2 separate regions of the Delphinus delphis genome follow, and region 2 is linked to region 1. Evidence: chromatin contacts called from public Hi-C data. All regions are on one chromosome and are shown on one strand. Each heading gives the region's core, a stretch centred on a gene start, on an enhancer-like site or on the middle of the called end of the contact. The rest is flanking DNA. Distances are from core to core; before and after follow the strand shown.

The links. Hi-C and Micro-C count contacts between places; a contact is called where the count stands out from the background.
Region 2: a Hi-C map of lung shows a contact between it and region 1, with 4 times the contacts expected there. The contact joins the promoter of RPL31 here to the promoter of CNOT11 in region 1. A contact is called at or near these places in 2 of 3 Hi-C or Micro-C datasets (lung and muscle).

Annotation. Positions count from the first base shown.
Region 1 is chr12:7,010,442-7,015,320 of mDelDel1.2, forward strand. It overlaps CNOT11 (CCR4-NOT transcription complex subunit 11), which reads right to left and starts at 3,030. Exons shown (of 7, transcript XM_060027263.2): 1 at 2,208-3,030. The coding sequence starts at 3,030. It also overlaps the pseudogene LOC132435561.
Region 2 is chr12:7,200,634-7,205,631 of mDelDel1.2, forward strand. It overlaps RPL31 (ribosomal protein L31), which reads right to left and starts at 1,301. Exons shown (of 5, transcript XM_060027270.1): 1 at 1,266-1,301; 2 at 763-869. The coding sequence starts at 869.

The DNA.
Region 1 (4,879 bases), core at 1,780-4,279:
CAAGCAGACCCCAAACAAGCAAATCTGGTTATCTTCACCATCCAGTGGCCCCAAGCGTTACGACTGGACTGGGAGAAACGGGGTGTACTCCCACGACGGTGTGTCCCTCCACGAGCTGCTGGCCACAGAGCTGACTCAAGCCTTAAAAACCAAACTGGACTCATGTTCTCTGGCCTACTCTGGAAAAGGCACTTGCTGCCCAGCCGAATGCTGAAGACATAAAAAGCGCTAAAGCCAAGACCCCAGCTTCGCTCTGCAGCTGAATGGCTAGTTTTTTCCATTCCTGCTTTTGAGGACAGTTGCATCATGTGTACGGCTCTGTGAAAAGACCGTGTCGCCTCCCTCGCTGCCTGTGAGTTCAGATTTTTAATTTCCACAGGTTTCTTTGCATTTGTTGTCTGACTTCCTCCCTCACGTGACAGCCCTTATCTTTTGTAATGTCTGTATGCCCATACCTTTAATATATAACCTCACAACAAAGAAAAAGAAGAGGACAAATTCCAGGAGGAGAAATGAATTGGCTTCACCATTCATTCTTTGAAAGACTTACTACAAAAACTGCATGAAGAGCGGCTGGCCAACCTTGCCATCCTGTCTCAAAATGAGACTCATTAAAGGGAAGCCTAAAACGTTCCTACTCCTCTTGAAAGTGTAAACACTTCTAAGCCCTTTAGTATTGAAGCATCAGTGGCAACTCAGGAATTCCCAAACCGAAGACCATTTTCTCTTTGTGCTTTGTGACTGCCAGGGTGTGGCCCGCATGGGGTGACACAGGGAGATGTGGTGCTGTGTCTTCCATATGTCCATATATATGTACACACACATTTACATGTGTGTGTACATATATTTTTTTTTAATTTAAGGGTCAGTATAGAATAAGCTATTGCAACACTGGTCTGAGGATGCAAAAAAATCTCCCAAAAGCCACCTCTGTACGCTCATGGATATAGTACAATAAGTGAGGTCATGGGGCTGAGAGGTGCTTGGTAAACTGTGAAAGGCCACATAAATGAAAAGATGTTGGTGTTAATGAAAGGAACCCCGGTCTTACACTTGGCCCAGCCCAAAAGTAGTTGTCTGTCTCTGGGCAAGTTTCTCGAACTCTCTGGACCTCTGTTTCCCCGTGTTAACAGAGAGGGTTAAACTGGATAGAATATAGTCGATTCCCAATTTAGACAATTAGTGGTCCCGTCAGGCAACTTATCAGGCCAGCTTTAATTCCCTCTAGTAGAGGAGATGACAGTGAACAGTTTTTTTAAAACTACAGAGTAAGTATATGGTTTTGGGTTTTGCTCTACTTGAATTTCAGTTGAATTCAGGTTCAAATAATCATCCTTTATTGTGCCATTACCGTGCTAAGCCTGGGCTGTAGGCTGAATGTTAAAGTGTTGATCCTAACCCCCAATCACAGCCCTGCGATTAGTGCCCTGGGAAGAGAGACCCCAGAGGGATCCCTCATCCCTTTCACCATGTGAGGACACAGTGTGAAGACAGCTGTCTGTGAACCAGGAAGCAGGCCTTCACCAGACGCCCAGTCTGCTGGGGCCTTGACCTTGGACTTCCCAGCCTCCAGAACGATGAGAAATAAATTTCTGTTTATAAGCCAAACAAACAAACAGAAATAGCAAAAGAGGCCTCGCATCCAACCCAGTGCTCTCACTAAAGGTGCACGAGCATGCATTTTACATAATGTGCAGCAGTCTTGCGTCTTCCAGTCTAGGCCGTGAATTGAGACCACTTTCTAGCCTCTGCCCCCATCGCGTTAACCAAGGACACCTAACAGCAAGAAGGCGGCTGTAAAGTCCTGAAACGCTGCTGAACGTGCATTTCCGCTCAACAACGTATTCGGGTTCTGAACGACTTCTCGGTGACTCCTGAGACTTAAAGCCGGGGTGTAGGAGGGCAGATCCTGTGTGTCATTACTTACAACTGCACACACCTCAGACGCGCGTGACGAGCACGAACTGCATCATGATGCACTAAAGCGTCAAGCCCAACACTAAGCGGCACGGTTTCACGGCCCGTACTGTTGGGAGGAGTAATTTTCGGTGCCGTGAAGCTGCCACTTGTCCCTACTCGGTGGAGGGAGTGCGGAAGGGATTTCAAAAGGACACAGTCCATTTCACGTGTGGGTGAAGGCCCAGCAGCTGCCGGATCTCACCCTCCGCGCCGCACAGCGGGCTCCCGGCGGGAGGACCCGGGCTTACCTGAGAGCGGCGGCCGGTCGGGCTCCTGGCCGCCGCGGGCGGGCGGCGCGGGGTTAAGCAGGTGCGCGAAGCTGGCGGCGAAGGGGTTGGCGGCGAGCGGCTCGGTGCGGTACATCTCCCAGAGCAGGTAGAGCGCCGTGAGGCGCTGCGCCGCGCTGGGCAGAAGGTCCGGCTGCTGCAGCAGCATGACGAGCACAGAGCCCAGGCGGAAGTGATCGGCCTTGCTGAAGTAGTGGTGGAAGGCGGTGGACAGGCCCTCGAAGGTGCTGCCGCCGCCCGCCTCCTCCGAGATGATGCTCAGCAGGCTCGAAAGCTCCTTCGGGGTCAGGCTCATCCTGCACGCGGGGCCCCCCGGGCCTCCACAACCCGGCCCGGGGCCACCCGCTCCGCCTCTGCCGCCGCCGGAGCCGGAGCCTCCTGGCCCGCTCCTAGACACCGACCCCGCCGCTTCCCGGGCCCTCCTTTGCTCCGCGGCGGTAAGAAAACGGCCACACGCCGCGCTCGCCCCGCCGCCGGGCATCAACCTCGCTCGCCAGTCCTGTTTCCGGGCCGGAAAGGCCCTGGCACCGGCTCGCTCCGTCCCCGCGGCCGTAAAGCGCGCTGTGGCACGACAGCGTCGCAAACAAAACCCGCCGGGAAGCCAGCCGCCCGCAGAGGAGAGTGTGGCGCGGACCCAGAGCGAGGCTGCTGGAGCCGGGCCAGGGAGAGGATCCCGAGACGCCGAGTGGGCGGAGCGAAAAGCCGGAAATGGGGGTGGGGCCTGTGGGGGAGCTGCGGAAGTCTCGCGGTGCCACAGCACCACGCTGTGGTGCAGTCTGCGCATGGGCGAGCAACGTCCGCCCCCAGAGGCACCCCGAGGGTTGTACCAGGCAAAGAAGGTCCCAAGAAATTTGGGTGACGTTATTGTCTGGAAAAATGCATCTTATAATCTGAAAAGTTGCGGGCTTCCCTAGTGACACAGTGGTTAGGAATCTGCCTGCCAAGGCAGGGGACATGGGTTCGCGCCCTGGTCCGAGAAGATACCTTATGCTGTGGATCAGCTAAGCCCACGTGCCACAACCACTGAGCCTGCGCTCTAGAGCCCGCGAGCCACAACTATTGAGCCCAAGCGCGACAACGAAGACCCAATGCAGCAAAAAAAAAAAAAAAAATCTGAAAAGTTTTCTTAATATAACACACCTGGCTGTTCATGGTGAAACCTTTTTAAGTGCTAATAGCTATGAAGATCACACATTTCTCATTACCAAAGTTAATTTCCAGTCTTACACTCCTATTTGAGGAAATGGAATCATACGCACACGAGCTTTTGTACACGGTTACTTTAACAAGATTTTCGTAAAATGTTTCCAATAAACATTCGTTTACAAAATTGTTGTACAACTTTTTACCAAAGCCTGCCCAAGGGTGCTGATTCTGGGCCTTAGCTGTGCATTGGAAGTTCCCCAAGAGCCTTCAAAAATGCTAGTGCCTGGTCCTGGTGGCCAGGTATTAACAAACAGAAAGCAAAAACACCTGCCCAGGTGCCTAGTGTGTACTCTGGGTTGGGAATCACCGAGGGGTGTGTTCCAGACTTCCCCAGTTCCTCCCTTAGACCTACAAAACCCTACAGGGATTCCACCAGCGATTCCCAGCAGGCAAGTTTGGGAGATACAGTCTGCGCTAACTCATGCTAGTAGCTCGAGAATTATCTAGTTGCGCGCCACCTTAATTCTAAAGTATAATTGAAGGAAGAGAAACTGCTGGGTCAAGGGGCATGCATATTCTGAAGGCTTCTTCACTCGACTATTAGATATCCCTGTAGAAGGGTCCTGCCAGTTAACTAACAGCAGCAGATATAACTTGGTAACGCTTGGACTCCTGGGAAACTGATTCGAATTATCTTGAAAGTACTCTCATTTTATTTATTTACTATAGTAAATAAACTTTATTGTGTTTGGGATGTCTGTTACAGCAATGAGCTTACCCGCATAGGTTTTGCTGTGGTTTTTTTTTAAGTTGTTTCAAAATATGTGAACATTATGTGCCCCACCACCCCAAAAAACTAAATATTTTTCTTTCTGTAAGAGCATTTTCAAAATTAGGTTGGTGTTAAAAAGAAAACCAGAGGCCCCAGATGGAGTCACTTATGCTAGGTCACACTACTAATCTAACTGAAGCTTCACCCTCCCCCAGAAATGTAGTCTTAACCAGGAATTTTCTGGTCAGCACCAATGAGCTAATCGGTCACCATGCCCCAAAGGAAAATGAAGTAACCTGTCACAAAGACTTCTTCCATCCCCCATAAGTAGGATACCTATGCCTGAAATAAATCTTCCTTGCTTAGACTTCTTTGTCTTGCCTTTGAAAACCTTTTCTTTTCTGTAGCCCTTGGGAGCTCCTCTCTACTTGCTAGATGGGATGCTGCCCGACTCATGAACTGCTCAATAAAACCAATTAAATCTTTAAAATTTACACAGTTGACTTTTCGTTATTTAACAATGGTAATACAGGGTTTCCTACGTGTTCCCCGAAAACAACTCTCAGGCCCTGGTAACAAATAACCACAAACAGAAATCTGTCCTCTCACAGTTCTGGAGGCTAAAAGTCCAAAATAAGAGTGTCAGCAGAGCCAGGCTCCCTCTGAAGGCTCTGGGGAAGAATCCTTCCTTGTCTCCTCCTAGCTTCCCGTGATG
Region 2 (4,998 bases), core at 51-2,550, 190 kb after region 1:
CTGCAGTGCAACACATGCTATCAAAAATACCCCAAGTAACAGTATTCAAGAAGAGGTTTGGTCTCCATCATCACTAGTAAGCACCATGTGCAGAAAAAACGGGAAGCCTCGCTAAGCTTGAGAACAGGGAACCACCAAACCCCAGGGACGAAAACCAAGAACCAGCACGTTCCAAATCGTTCCCAATATGCTTGCACCTCACTAATCCACAACCTCCAAGTGTCGCCGGCACAAACACGGCCCTATAACCCCACCGATACACTCTTTTCCGGTCCCTCCAGCAGCTGCACTGGCGGCATTACAGCTTTACCGATGTTACTACGCAACTGTGGAGGTCAGCGAACTAAAGGAAGCCCATCGGAGTGTTCGTATTCTGGGCCGGGCACAGCTTTAGCTAACTGGTTACCTTTACTAAGGCCTAGACACATCGAAAAAGCTTGCTTCCCCTCATATACACATCTTTCATCCTTCAGGCCTGCCAAGGTGTAACTGCGAAACAGAGTGAAATGATTTTATCGTTACCGTATTTCTCCAAGTTGGCTCTCCCAGAAACCTAATCTGTCTAGGTATTAACCTCTGAGCATTACGCTTTAACCCCTGTAAGCCTTAAACAGGGTCCACGGAATACAGACGAGCTTTTGAAGAAATGCGTAATTTCTAGACCACACAGCATCCAGACGACTAGACTGACCCCAGGGACAACCAGACCGCCATCTCGGGAGCCCCCATCAGCAAGGCATAGACGACCGCAGGGGTACTCACACTCCGTGGATGCGCTTGTGAATGTTGATGGTGTATTCTCTGGTCACCACCTCGTTGATGGCGGACCGGCCCTTCTTCTTCTCGCCGCCCTTCTTTGCGGGAGCCATCTAAGCCCAGGCAACAACGAGGCTCAGAGCGAGTGGGACAAACCCAAGCCAAGTCCTCCCTCCCGGCCCGGCCTCACGCAGCCGCCCTCGGAGCGGGTCCGGCGAGGCCCCTGAAGCCCCAGGTCTGGACAAAGCCAAGCCGGCCACCCCGCGCAGCCCAAGCATCCGCGCCCCTTAGGTGCCCCCGCCCCGGAAACCCCTGCGGCCCGGGTTCTCCTAAGGTTGGCCACTCTCTCTCCCAGTCTCCGGGAGCCCTTAAATGCAGGGCAGATTCCCGTGCCGTCGGAACGCGGGGCCCCGTGCCGGGTCAAGAGAGAGCCCGCTGTCCTAGTCGACACAATCCGGGGCGAGGATGCCGCCGGATTCCTGCAGCCGGCACCGAGCGCACATACTCACCTTGCTCGTCCGGGGTTAGAAAGGAAGGCCGGGAGGGATTGTGGGAGAAGGAAAGCAGGGTCGCAAATACAACTTCCGGGTCACCTGGAGGCGGGTGGAGGGGGCGGGTGAGAGGAGGGAAGAGGCGAGGCTGTGACGTAAGCGGCGCGCGCCGGGAGGGAAAATCTAGAGGGCCTCGGGCGCGGGACCTGGAGAGTCGCGCTCTCTGCGCCAGCTTCCTGCCGCGCGACCCCGCCTCCTGCGCGCGAACGAGTGTGGGAGGGACTTGCGTCTCCGGTCTTACTCTTGAGAGGAAACCGGACCTTGGTCCCCAGGTGGAGGAGGGCGTGGCGGGGAGGAAAGTCGCTCTTCTGTTATTCCCACTCGCTCAGTGATTCGGCCAGCGGTGTCTGACCCTGTGTTCCCGGCTGGAGGCCCGGAGATGACTGACGCGGCTGCCGCCCTGGAGGGGCTCCGGTCGGGCAGAGCGGGCTCGCGAGAAGGGCGTCCTCGCTGCCCGGCCCGGGGAGCCTCTCGGGGTTGGGTGGGGGGCCGCGATCAGCCGCAGTGGGACCTGGGCTAGGGGCGAGGAGGGGGGTAGAGCAGAGGCCTGCACAAGAAGTGTTTCGAAATCAAAATCGCCAGTTTGTAACTGACTATATGAAGTGTCAATTTAGGAGACTGTTAGTAGTTGACAAAATCACCTTAGAAAGGGAGAGTAAAATACTATACAAGCTATTACATTGGAGAAATCAATATGATTTCATGACCTTAAAGAAATACCTGTTTTTCGCTCGATCACAACAAAATGGCCCAATAATAGCAATAGAAGCAGCACTTTTATCCAACACCTGATGTAAGATACGTACCTTGAGAATGAAAAGGGAGGAACCTGACGCCAGGAGGTCGGGTGTGAGTTGACAGACTACAGAGCCAAGTCCCGCGTCCCCAGGCCAAACCCACGGGTTCACAACTCTGGACCTTCAGTCTGCCGATCAGAAATTGCGTTCTCTTTTGGAGGGGGCGAGGGCATGATAAGATCCTTAAACCTAGGGAGGTGTAAAAACTTTACTGGGTGAGTTATTGAAACCCTAGAACGGTATGTTAAAACTGGAGCGCTGAGAAGGTGTGAGAATGAGCATGTTGTAAAATACAGACGCGTTAAATCTGTGATATTCACATTTTGCAACCAGTTTAGATGTAAAGATATATATATATATAGTTATATTTTGTGGATCCTTTTAGAACTTTTAAGAAAGCTTCTGTATCAGACTTGAGATTTTAATTCTTACAAGGGTTATTTGTAATCTCTTTTCATAATTGGGGAAATTTTGGGGGTAAATTCCTAAATATTGACTCATTTGTTGTTTAAGCAGCATGTGATTAATAAGGGAAATGTTGACTATTTAATGGTTAAAAGAATGCTAATCGATAAATGTATAAGATTAGTCAGTTGGACATTAAATGACTTACAGTTAGTGGTGACTATCTTTCCACGTACAAAATCCCCTCTGACAGAAAGGAATTTACCAGCATGGAGGATAAAGTTTTTCAGTTTATATCGATGGGTGGGGTCGTGGCTCCACTGAAAGAGGTGGGGACTTCGGGAGGGGCAGATGGTTTTAAAGGAAGTTGAGTCACATACTGAATTAAATTCAGGACCTTTTAAGTGTGTATAAAGTGGTAACCCAATATTGGAGTATATATTTTAAGGCCTGTATTATTTCAGTGAATGTGCTGATGGGTTACCCTGCTTCTCCCATAACTGGACATTGGCTGGTTAGGGAATAATCCTAAAGGAAATTTTTTTTTCTTTCTGATGAGCTTTTTTCACCCGGAAAAATAAAGCTGCTTCACAGATACCATAAGGCTGTATATTTCAGCTATTTCGTCAACCATGTTATGCATACAGAAGTATGCTGTCGTTTGTACGATCGCACATAGGCATTGTATGAAATTCATACGTCTGTGTCCAAAAAGCCACATATGTCATGTCTCTGGAGGATCCAAATTAGTTATTTGTCTAGGTTATTAAGGGATGACTTTAAAACCTTCAGGCTTCACATAAAGTGAAGAGAGAAACTGAAGCAATTTTCTACCCAACACCCACATTTTACCAGATAATTTTGGCAAGAGTCCAACATGTCATGACTTAGAATGATCTCATAGTTGATCAGTTCACCGTGTTGCCTGTATAAACAAAAATTTTAAATTAATTTAATGGACGTTAGTTGCCATTAGAGACAGAAGATACTACATTTTAATTGAGTTAGTTTAAAATATTCTAAAACTTGGTGCATTCCAGAGTTCACATTTCAGTCACTTCTCAAGAGCCAAGACGTTATAGTTTTCCAGATAGAAAGGTCATGGCTTTTCTCGAAACAACAGGATTGCAAAACGGTCTTTTAATGAGCAAAATCAAAAGCTAAGGGATTAAGCTTCCCCTGATGTTATGTGGGTTTAAAGAATTATTACCCAATAAGAGTTTTCTGAGTTTATCCAGACTCTGAACATGTGTAAGGTTTAAGCAATACTAAATTAAATTAGTAGCGTGACGTACTCCACCCTTTTCTAATGGCTTCCAGCTAGAAAATCCTAGGAAAACAAATATGCTGTTTCCATTAAAAAAGTTGTTCTACTTAAAAGTGCAGATTCTGACAGCCAATTAAAATACAAATCCTTTTACAGAAAAATCAGATCTGTAAACCTTTGAATTTACAAAACAGTTAAATTACAAAATAGGTAATCCAGTGTCACACAGACTTTTTGTTTTAAAACGAGGGTTCCTTTAAAGAGTAAATGATCCTAATATATGCCAAATATTTAGACTTACCTGTTTTCAGGAATATTGCAGTTGTGTGAATAATAAAACTCCTTTTGATGTATTCACCTGGCAGCCTCTGATGCCACTGAAAACTGATCCTGGCCAGAGAACGGAGAGGAGTTTCCCCTATTTTGCAGGGAAGCAGGTAGAAGCACAGAACTCCAGTGATGGAGCAAGGAAAGGAACTCAGTTCTCTCAGGCCAATGCTTGTAGAAAGGGCTCTGCTGAGCATGGCCATGTCAGTGATTCTCGATCACGGTGTGCCAGGGCACCCTCACTCCAGCGTGCTGAAGCCTCACGGGGAAGGGGGGGATTGTCTGCTATTGCTGTACCTCCCCCGTCCACATGACGTGGGCACACATCTCCCACACAGACACACAAACCCTGCGCAAGTGCTAGCAGGCAGAGCCCATGCAACTCCAGCCCAGGTGAGTTTAACTATGGGCTATGCCTGCTCTGGTGGATGACAGCTTGGCCACCTCCGTGGATTACCTGTGTCTCTAAGGTGGAGATGTTTCCAGGAGCTTTTTCTGGTTTTGTCACTTTGTTTTGCTGTCGTTTCTACAGTGAACTGTTGTTTCCTTCTGGCACAATCTCTCAATGAAGATCAGGGTCCCGACAGGCTGAAGCGCATGTTGAAGTCAAAGATCCTAAGGTCATCACCCGGCTTACTTGTTGCTGGTTCCCGCCTTTTCCGTATCTTTGATTATCCTTAAAAACATCTTGAAATTAAAAAAAAAGAAGTTTATTGATGAAAAGATGTATGCGTGCATCTAGAAAAAGGGACAGAAACCGCCTCCGAAGGAAATACAAATTTGTTAATTTATTACAAAATGTCCACTCACAGAAATACACAAGAAAACTTTTATCCTCTTATATTTGGGAAAGGAACTGGTGTCTCAGATACAAAATAATTTACACATAATCCAT